2 separate regions of the Macaca mulatta genome follow, and region 1 is linked to region 2. The links are chromatin contacts, called in public Hi-C maps. All regions are on one chromosome and are shown on one strand. Each heading gives the region's core, a stretch centred on a gene start, on an enhancer-like site or on the middle of the called end of the contact. The rest is flanking DNA. Distances are from core to core; before and after follow the strand shown.

Region 1 (4,666 bases), core at 1,615-4,114, 120 kb before region 2:
CGTTCCCGCTCAGCAGCCAAACCCAGTTGGGTGAAGTAACCTAGTTCTGAGACCACCCTGCCCCGTCATCTTGGATAAGTCACCTAACCTCCCTGGGAAATAGTTTCCTGATCGTCAGTATAGTGGGGACAATGCGTCCTGCTCTTGGCTACATCATGGGGCTAGAACAAGAAAGGCTCTAAAGACTAAGACTCTGCACAAGTGGACCGACCACAGTCTTCCTTTTCATTACATCATCTCCTAGGGATGAGGGCTTCGTCTCCATAGGGACCCAGATACCAGACAAATGAGCAGTAATTCAGGAAAGCATAGCTACTGCCCACCTTCCTGCTTCTGATGAAGATGGAAGAGGACAGAAGTAAGGGCCCCAGGAGTTGTAATACTGGCTCTGTCTCTGTGATCCTGGGTAAATCACCCCATCTCTCTTCCTCTGCTGCCTCACTATGGATAAGAGGGCTGGAATGTACGATCTTCAAGTCATTCCAAACATTTCCAGTGCGAGTGATTTCTGTTTCAGACTACATAGCTCATCAGCTGCACCTAGGCCGGGGCCAGGGGTAGGGGGCTCTGAATACGAGCAGGGTGGCAAGCTGAGGACAGTACGGACAGATTGCAGGCCAGCAGGCCACAGACAGAGTAGATACTACTGGCCGTGGGAGCCTCGCATCAGCTTCCTGCATATGCCATGGGGCAGATGGGGGTAGAGAGGCACACGGTGGCCGTCTGTGTTTCCCTGCAGTCCCAAACCTGGATGCAGTCTAGGCAGACAGCTGGGGACGAACCAACACAGGCAGGGAGAGACTGTACCTGGGAGGGGAGAGGAAAACTCCCAAAGGTCAAGGGTGGGTGAGGCCAGCTGCCTTCCCACATACTTTTCTGCTGCCAGGGATTGGTGAAAGGAAGAAGCTAAGCGTGGCAGCTGGCTGGTTGCTGGGGTGGGTAGCAACACAGGAGGAGAGGGGTGCCCACGGCCGGCAGGGTCTTCTTAAAGCAAGTCAAGGGTTGGGCAGGAGCACACCTACATGTTGTCCTCACTAGGGCGTGTGTTATGGTGACTGATGCACTAGTGGAGGTCAATCTCTACAAACTGGAAAATCTGTTCGACCACCCCTTCAGCTCTGGGGAGGAGTAAATCTTAGGAGATTTCCCTAAGGAGGCTTGTGGGGACCTCAGTGACCAGGGGAATAAGTACACTTTCTTTTTTTTTCTTTTTGAGACCGGGCTCACTGTGTCACCCAGGCTAAGTACAGTGGTGCAATCATGACTCACTGTAGCCTTGACTTCCCAGGTTCAAGTGATCCTCTCATCTCAGCCTCCTGAGTAGCTGGGACCACAGGTGCATGCCAACACGCCCAGCTAATTGTTTATTTTTTGTAGAGATGGGGTCTAATGCACTATGTTACTCAGGCTGGTCTTGAACCTGGATGAAAGCAATCCTCCTGCCTCAGCCTCCCAAAGTGCTGGGATTACAGGCATGAGCCACTGTGCCTGGCCAAGCGCACTTTTTCTGTTACAAGACTCTGGTGGCATGCACCTGTTTCTACATCCATCTTGAGAGTGGCACACAGACTATCTTCCTGCCTGCAGAGGGGCAAGTATTGTCATGCGTGTGTAGGGAATGTGGCTACAGAAACAAGGACACAAAGGTTTCCTATTCCTTGCTTCTGTCACCTCTCTGTCTTCCCATTTGTAGAGGCTGAGTGGCCTGCAGTGGGTGTCCCTGGAGCTCCTGGCCTCGTTGGCCTCTCCGGATGAACGTCCGCTCTGCGCCCTGCCTGGCCTTGGGTGGGCCGCCTGGGCTGGCGGGGAGGGGAGGGGGCAAGGCCAAGGCTGTCCTGGGCGGGCAGCTGGCTGGCACCTGATCTCTCCCGGAAATGCACACACAGGACTCATCCCACTAGAGGCGCAGATAGGTATCTGCCCTCTCCTCTCCTCTCCCCAGCTCCCAGAGTTCTCTCCAGTGAAGATACTTATCAGCCTTGAAAGAAATCAAGACAAGCTAGTCTTTCAGTAGCTGCCAGGGAGTTTGGCGCTCTCACGGTGGTTCAGAATCAAAGTCTGAGGGAACCGGGACCTGCGAGGTTCCTCCTCAAGGGTGGAGGAGCCCCCGACTCTCAGGGACTGGGTGCCGGGGCCGGACCCGCAGCCAAGGCACCCCTTCCGCTCCTGTGTAAAAGTGAGAGCAGCTCTTGGCTGAGCTCTCGCCGTGCCCGCACCCTCCCTTCCTCGTGCCCCCTACTACCTGGGAGACCCCACCCAGTCACGAGCCGCACTGCTCACCACAGTCCTCCTTGGCCCTGGCCCAAAGAGGGGTGCTCCGCTTCTCCCTGCCTTCCCCTCTGGCACTTGGAGGGGCTTGGGCTGGGAGCAGACACACAGCCCAGCTCAAATCCTAGGCGAGGGAAAGGGCTCAGGACCCGCCCGCACGCCCCATCCCAGGAGGGCCCGGCTCCCCACGCCCGCTGGGCGGTGGTGAGCCCCCACCCGAATGCGCCCGTCGCGGCCGTCCCGCCCGGCTCTGGACCCGGCCTTGGAGCCAGCTGGCAGCCGCAGGGCCCCCTCTCTTCCCGCCCGGTGCCTGCCCGGTGCGGGCAGTGCCAGCTGCCAGCACCCGCGGCCAGTGTCCGGGGTCCGCGAACAGGTGGCCCCTGAGTGGAGCGTGCGGCAGTCGCGCTCACTCACCCAGAAGATGAAGTTAAATCCGAACAGCAGGTATTTGATGCACTTGGTGCCTCCTTTGACCGGCATGGTGAGGGCTAACCTAGCCTGGGTCGAACGGGTGCGGGACTGAGGGGCGAGTGCAGCTGGGACAGGCGGTACCCGGGCTGGACACAGATACAGGCGGCTGTGGGCTGGTCTCCGGCTGCACTTTTAAAAAGTGCCACTCCTTAGGGCGCGCGACCCGCTGCGGTGCGCATGTGCCGGGAAAAGCCGCCCCCCACTCCCCCGCCGGCCACGCCTCCCGCCCCTTCGGCCCCGCCCCGTCGGCCCCGCCCGGGCCGCACCCCGCCCCCTGCCCCCGCCCAGGTCCGGCGTGTCTCGGCCCCAGCTGCCCGTCGGAGCCCGACCCTCTCCCTGTTTCCCCGCCTAGTCGCCCTAACCCCCACCCGCCACCCCCCCCCTCCTTCCAGCCGTCTTGGGGTCTTTCCAGGCAGCCACTCCCTGCCACTTTTACCGCGGACTTCTGTGGAGGCCTCGCCCTTCCGGTTCCCCCGGTTTGGTCTGGGCGCCCGACCCGGCTCTTTACTTTGGGAGACTCTCCCCGGGTCGTCCGGGCTAAAGGCCCCTTGTCCAAGGCCTGGTCCCGGAATGAGGGGCCCTTCTGCTTTGCGAGGATTTAAAGGGAAGCCGCCTGGCTTCATTTCGCCCTCGGCTGCCTCCTTGCAAGCCTTCGCTCGCTGGCCATACTTTTCATTGGGCACTGCATGTGGGGTAGGAGGAATTAGAAGCGCGCAGTCTGGGTGGGATGACAGATGGGAGGCTTTTGGAAGTCATTAGCAAGTACCTATCACCGAATGATAACATAGCTGAGGGCTGGGCAGTCCCCAAGCGCTTCCTGCACTTGAGGTTTAGTTGCCCTAAAGGGGAAAAGGGTTTGTAAACGGCTTCTGTTTTCTCTCTACTCCCCCACCCTCCCTCCTGCGTCTTTGGACGTGTTCGCTGCTGCCTTGGACTGCTCCAGATGCCAAGCTCGGAGCGCTTCTCTTCAGCTCACAAACTTTCTGTAGCTCTCCAGATTCAAGGACCTAAGTCGAAATGCCTCGTCCTGCCTTCCAGGCCCTGTGCAGAGCACTGATCTGACATCTCCCGGACCCAGAGCCCACCTCGCTCTCTGGCCGGCATGCGCGCTGGCTGGCTGGCCCTCCCCACGTCACTTGTAGGAATTCTGCGGGTCTTTAAACACTCCTTTCCTGATTCTCCGGAGTGGACGAGGAGAGTCCCCGTCCTTTGAAGTTCCAGAATCCCTTTGTATTATTTTCAAAATGAAGTTTCCTTTAGCGTCCTTTATTATTGCAAAAGCAAGATATAGTCATTACAGAAACAACCGAAATACCAAGAAGTAAAAGTAACAGAACTCAAAATTCTGCTCATCAGAAACAGCCACTGTTAGCACATTGCTGTTATTTTCCTGTTTATTATCATTAGACTTGTCTCATTGATTAAAAAACATTTTTCAGTATCTCTTAGGGTGTTTCATCAGGGGTAGGAGCTGAAAAAAATGGATTAGCCCTTGTTTCTGCTCAGGGTCCAGTGTGGGAGGAGACAGGCAGCCAGACAATGGTTTGAGGGTGACAGGTGCAGTTACAGAGAGAGGCTTGGGGGCTGAGAGGCTAAGCAGAAGCCTCTGACCCAGACTGGGAAGTGATGCTGCAGAACCACAGGGAAAGTTGCCGCCAAGGGAGAATCCTGGGCAAAGGCTGGCACAGGGGCTGTCACGGGAGGTTTGTGGGGAGGTGAGAAGGAGCCTTGTGCTCCTGGACTTTGCACTCTGAGCATTAGGGGCCACCGAAGGGTTCAAGCAGGGGAATGGTTGGATCTGCTGTGTTTTCAGAGGTTCTCTGCTTGTGTTTTAGGTAGGTGGGTGGGGGAAGGCCGGAGGGGCAGGTAGGAAGCCCCTTGAGGATCAGGACCATTATTGGCATCTCAAGTCCTTGGCTCAGTGCTT
Region 2 (4,450 bases), core at 1,205-3,704:
TAGCTGTCCCTCCAAACTGCTTTCATAAATGATCCTCTCTCTCTGGAGGAGGGCTGTATCACTAAGCAGCACGTAGGTCCTTCTCTCCTTGAAATCTCTCATCTGCCCGGTGGTAGGGAGTTGCAGTGGCCAGTGGAAACTCACACCAGTCTGCCCTCCCTTGGTCCTTGCAGTAGGCCAGGCCCAGCCTGGCTTCTGTCATCTCAAGCACCCCTGGATGTCACCTCTGGCTTGCTTTGCCAGTCCCCTGTGCAGCAGGGACAAAAATTCGTTTGGTCCCCAGGCCTTCTCCCTTTGTTGTCTTTCCCGCATGGCAGCCTTCTGTGTCCACTGAGCCCCCAGGTTTTCAGTCGGCCACCGCCCACCACACTTCTGGGCTGGGAACTACCCATTTCCATATCGCTGTCTTGCGCTCTGCCACTCACTGTGTGTGGGGCAGGAATTTGACTTCTTGGTATCTGAGTAGATTTTCAGGGGCATCAGGTAGTTTTTCTTTCTTCTTTTTCTGTCGGGATTTCTTCCCCTGGATATTTCTAATATTCCTTTGTGGCCAGAACTGTGTCCTGTACAATTTTAACCCTATGAAGATTCTGCTAGCACCAGCTCCTTTCTTCTCCCGCATCCCTTCGTTTGGGGACTGTGATAACTACCATGAGCTCTAAATCCGTTTGCATACCCTTGTGTTTGCAGAACCACCAATGACCTGTGCTTTTCTCCCCGACAGCATTTGCCGAAACAGCCAGTGGATCTGCAGCAATGAAGAATGTCCAGGTAGGCGACCTGCCGCTCATTCCCTTCCTCCTCCTCTGAATGGGGAGGCTTCTCCTCTCTTAGCAGACAGGGAGGGCCACACATCAAGGCAGCGAGAAGTTGCCCTTTCTGCACAGGTTGGCTGCGACCGCATGACCCCAGCTCTGGTTTCAGGTACCAGCTATGCTAACCCATTCACAGGCCAGAGGTGGGAGCCCTGCAACAGCTGAAAGGGCAGAACACACCTGTGTTCAGGTGTTACTGTCTGTTCTTATTTTCTGTTTGCTGAAAGGATTAAGGTTGAGCTGTAAGGCCTGTATGGTCATGATTGTCTTGACTAGACAAAGAGGATACAAATTCTTTGGAAAATTAAGAGGTAGAAGGGCCTGGTAATTCTTTAGGCTTAAAGGGACCGTTCTAATGGAATTTTCCAAAATGACTAACATGAAGACCATGGCGTGGTCCAAGAGCTAGGAAAACCAGGTCACCAAATGATTCCTCCCATCCTGTCCCTGCCCTGGAAAATCTGCTTAGGAAAAATTATTGAGCAATCTCTGCCATTTGCTTTCTCCTCTGTTTGGCCCCAACTCTATTCTATTAACTGCAAACCTTGCCCATTCAGAGCTCCCTTCTGCCCCACCTTCCAATGACCTCGGACCTTGCCCTCTGTGGTCACTCACGTGGTGTTTTCTGTGCGCTGGCCGTTGCACTAAACATTTTCCAGTTACAACCTGTGAGGCAGGTGCAATTTATTCTCACGAAAGCAGAAACAGACCTAGAGAGGTTAAATGACTTGCCCAAAGTCACACAGCTGCTATGAGGCAGAGCCAGGGCTTGAACTCATAATTGCCTGACTTCTTACTTTTTCCCTTTCCTTTCTTTTCCTTCCTAGTCCTAACCTTCGGTGGGCCTGAAGTGGGTTGAGCTTGGATACCTGGGATTGTATTTAAGGTCTGTGAATTAAAGGCTTTAGGATAACTCAGGACCTTATCCAGTGCCCTGTACACTGGGAAAAAATTTTGGAACTAGATGTGGGCTAGATCAGTTAGTCTAGCAAAGAGATGGCCACCCAGCCAGGTTATCTTTTGTGTAACCCTTGAAGAAAGCACGAAGGAGAAAGGATTGCTCTTGAAAGTGGTGTCTGTGCTCCATTGAACATAATTACGCCATGTCAAAGACTGAAGGAGCTCTTTGGAAGACATGTGAGTTGCTGCAATTAACTTTTGAAAACACTTTTAACATCTAAATAATCACTCATTGTATGAGATCTATGAGCCACAGTGGGTGGAATTAGGAATTGAGTTTATCGTGTGTGTTTTTTTAGATGTTTGTAACCACCAGATTAGGAAGTCTTAACTACTACTTACTGTAGGATGGGTCGGTCTTCCATTATCCTTCCAACTGTCCATTCATCCAAGTACTATTTGAACACCCACTGTGTACATGATGTATGTTTTCTGGGGCAGACAATATAATCCTCTGGTCTTCAGTTCAAAATCTGGAAGATGACTTTGCTGAGGATATAAGACATTATCTTGATGTCTTGATGAAAAGATACAGTTTCAATTCTGTCTACTAAGTGGTTTGATATTTTGCCAACAAAACCACTACGCTCTTCTCTGCATTCTCAAAGCCTTGGCTGTGACCATCTTTTTCTAGTTCGGGAGTTTTGTTGATCATTGCTTCCTGGTCCATGTGCACCCATGCACACGAGCATATTTCCACACCCTGCCATGACTCAGCAGGTGGTGGGGCTGTCTGATGCTCCCCGTGTAATGACTGCAGATAGAGCTTCTGATGGGAAGAATGGGCAGTATGGTTCTGGAGGGGATATGCTTTTGGCTCTGCTTGTAAAGTGAGGAGCAGGCCAGAGCTGCTCTGCAGCCCCTGGAGGAGTGGACATTGTGCATCTTAGAAATAGAGACCTGGGGCCAGTTGCAGTAGCTTCTGCCTGTAATCCCAGCACTTTGGGAGGCCAAGGCAGGAGGATCACTTGAGGCCGGGAGTTCAACACCAGTCTGGCCAACATAGCGAAACCCAGGCTCTACTAAAATTACAAAAATTAGCTGGGTGTGGTGGTGCATGTCTGTTAATCTCAGCTACTTGGGAGGCTGAGGCAGGAGAATTTCTTGAACCTGGGAGGCGGAGGTTGCAGTGAGCTGAGATCTCACCACTGCACTCCAGCCTGGGTGACAGAGTTGAGACTCCATCTCAAAAAAAAATAAATACATAAAAACACCTGGATTTTCATTTTCTGGAATAAGATGAGAGTGTGTTAGTTATCTATTGCTGTGTAACAAATTATCCCCAAATGTAGCACCTTAAAACAACAAATGTTACCTTACAGTTTCTGTACCTCAGGAATCTGGGTATGGCTTAGCTGGGTGCCTCTGGCCCAAGATCTCTTATAAGGTTGCAGTCAAGCCATTGACTGGGGCTGTGGTCTTACCTGAGGTCTTGATGGAGGGTGGGGGTAAAGGGGATGCTTTGAAGCTCACTCATGTGCTGCTGGTGGCAGGCATTGCTTTCTCACCATGTGGATCCTCCCTGGGGCCTCCTTGTGACGTGACAGCTGGTTTCTGTGGGCAGAATTGTTTCAGAGTGAGTAACAGGGAGCAGTGGAGACAGAAGCCACAGTCTTCTAAAAACCTAGTCTCTGAAGTGACATCCTCTCACTGCTGCTGTATTATCGTCACTAGAAACAAGTCAACACATCCAGTCTACATTTAGGGAGGGGAGAGGTTACACAAAGACACTAATCCAGGAGGAGATGTGTCCCTGGGGGCTATCGTGGAGGCTGTGCAGCGCAGTGTTGTGTATGGGTAGTGGGAGAGGGAAGACAGGGCCCAGGAGAGCAGCCGTCTGGACTGGAGAGAGGCTGGGTTTTGCATGATGCTCCTAGACCTTCGTTGTTCTCTGCATATCCCTGCTTACTGGTTAGGATGTAGGGCAGCCTTAGGGACAACTGTGGCTTCCCCATAGCCTGCAGACTTCCCTTTCTGTAACCCTGAGCCTCTTTTCCCTTCCTCTGCAAAACAAACTGTGTGGGGAAGCTCTGCTAATTTAGTTCCCATTGATAGGAGCATGTCTGTTCATAGGGACTATTCTGCAAATGAAAACAACTCATGCTATAGGATCTCAAACTCCTAGTGCAAGTATGTGGAAGGGACTTCTATCCAGCTGGGAAAGGGTAAGTGGAAGAATTTTCATTTGTGTCCCAAACCCCGTGGGACTGTAAATGTGGCCAAGAATGGAGGCCGAGAGTGTAGGCTCTGGACTTAGGCAACCTGGTTGGAATTCCAATTCCATCTCTTAGGAGCTGGGTGACTTTTGCCAAGTTAATGATTTGTAGCCTCAGTTTCCTAATCTGTAAAGTAGGGCTCGTGACAGCAACCTCATCCCATGGCTCTTGTGAGGCTGTTAACACACAGCAAGTACTCAACAAACGTGGGCCATTTTACCATCTTCACAGAGCTCACAGGAAGCTGTTCCATTAAGTAGGGTCAGAGAAGGACTAAGACATAGGGGAAAGCCCAAAGGAGCCTGGAATGGGGAGGGAGTGGTGTGTGTTTTGGGGGGTGGCTGGGCCAGTGGGGCAGGAGGGAGGTCTGGCCTCCCTGGAGAGGCTGGTGGACCTGTCCTGGACAGCTGGAAGGGAGGCCTTGCAGTTACTTGTTGCTTGTTTGGTTCAAGATAATTT

The links. Hi-C and Micro-C count contacts between places; a contact is called where the count stands out from the background.
Region 1: a contact with region 2 is called in a Hi-C map of CD4 T cells, with 4 times the contacts expected there. The contact joins the promoter of CD9 here to the enhancer-like site in region 2. A contact is called at or near these places in 4 of 14 Hi-C or Micro-C datasets (CD4 T cells, blood, fetal cortex germinal zone and 1 more).

What each region holds. Positions count from the first base shown.
Region 1 is chr11:7,128,034-7,132,699 of T2T-MMU8v2.0, reverse strand. It overlaps CD9 (CD9 molecule), which reads right to left and starts at 2,864. Exons shown (of 8, transcript NM_001260661.1): 1 at 2,683-2,864. The coding sequence starts at 2,748. It overlaps LOC144332741 (a long non-coding RNA gene), which reads left to right. Exons shown (of 2, transcript XR_013400791.1): 2 at 1-2,883.
Region 2 is chr11:7,007,490-7,011,939 of T2T-MMU8v2.0, reverse strand. VWF (von Willebrand factor) reads left to right here. Exons shown (of 52, transcript NM_001243086.1): 10 at 725-771. Among named protein-coding and RNA genes, the nearest start is that of VWF, 47 kb to the left of the region's middle. Within about 2 kb of position 2,454, at least 8 of the 40 cell types and tissues checked have an H3K27ac peak or open chromatin away from gene starts, as enhancers often do. A contact at or near this core is called in CD4 T cells and blood, where this site is marked.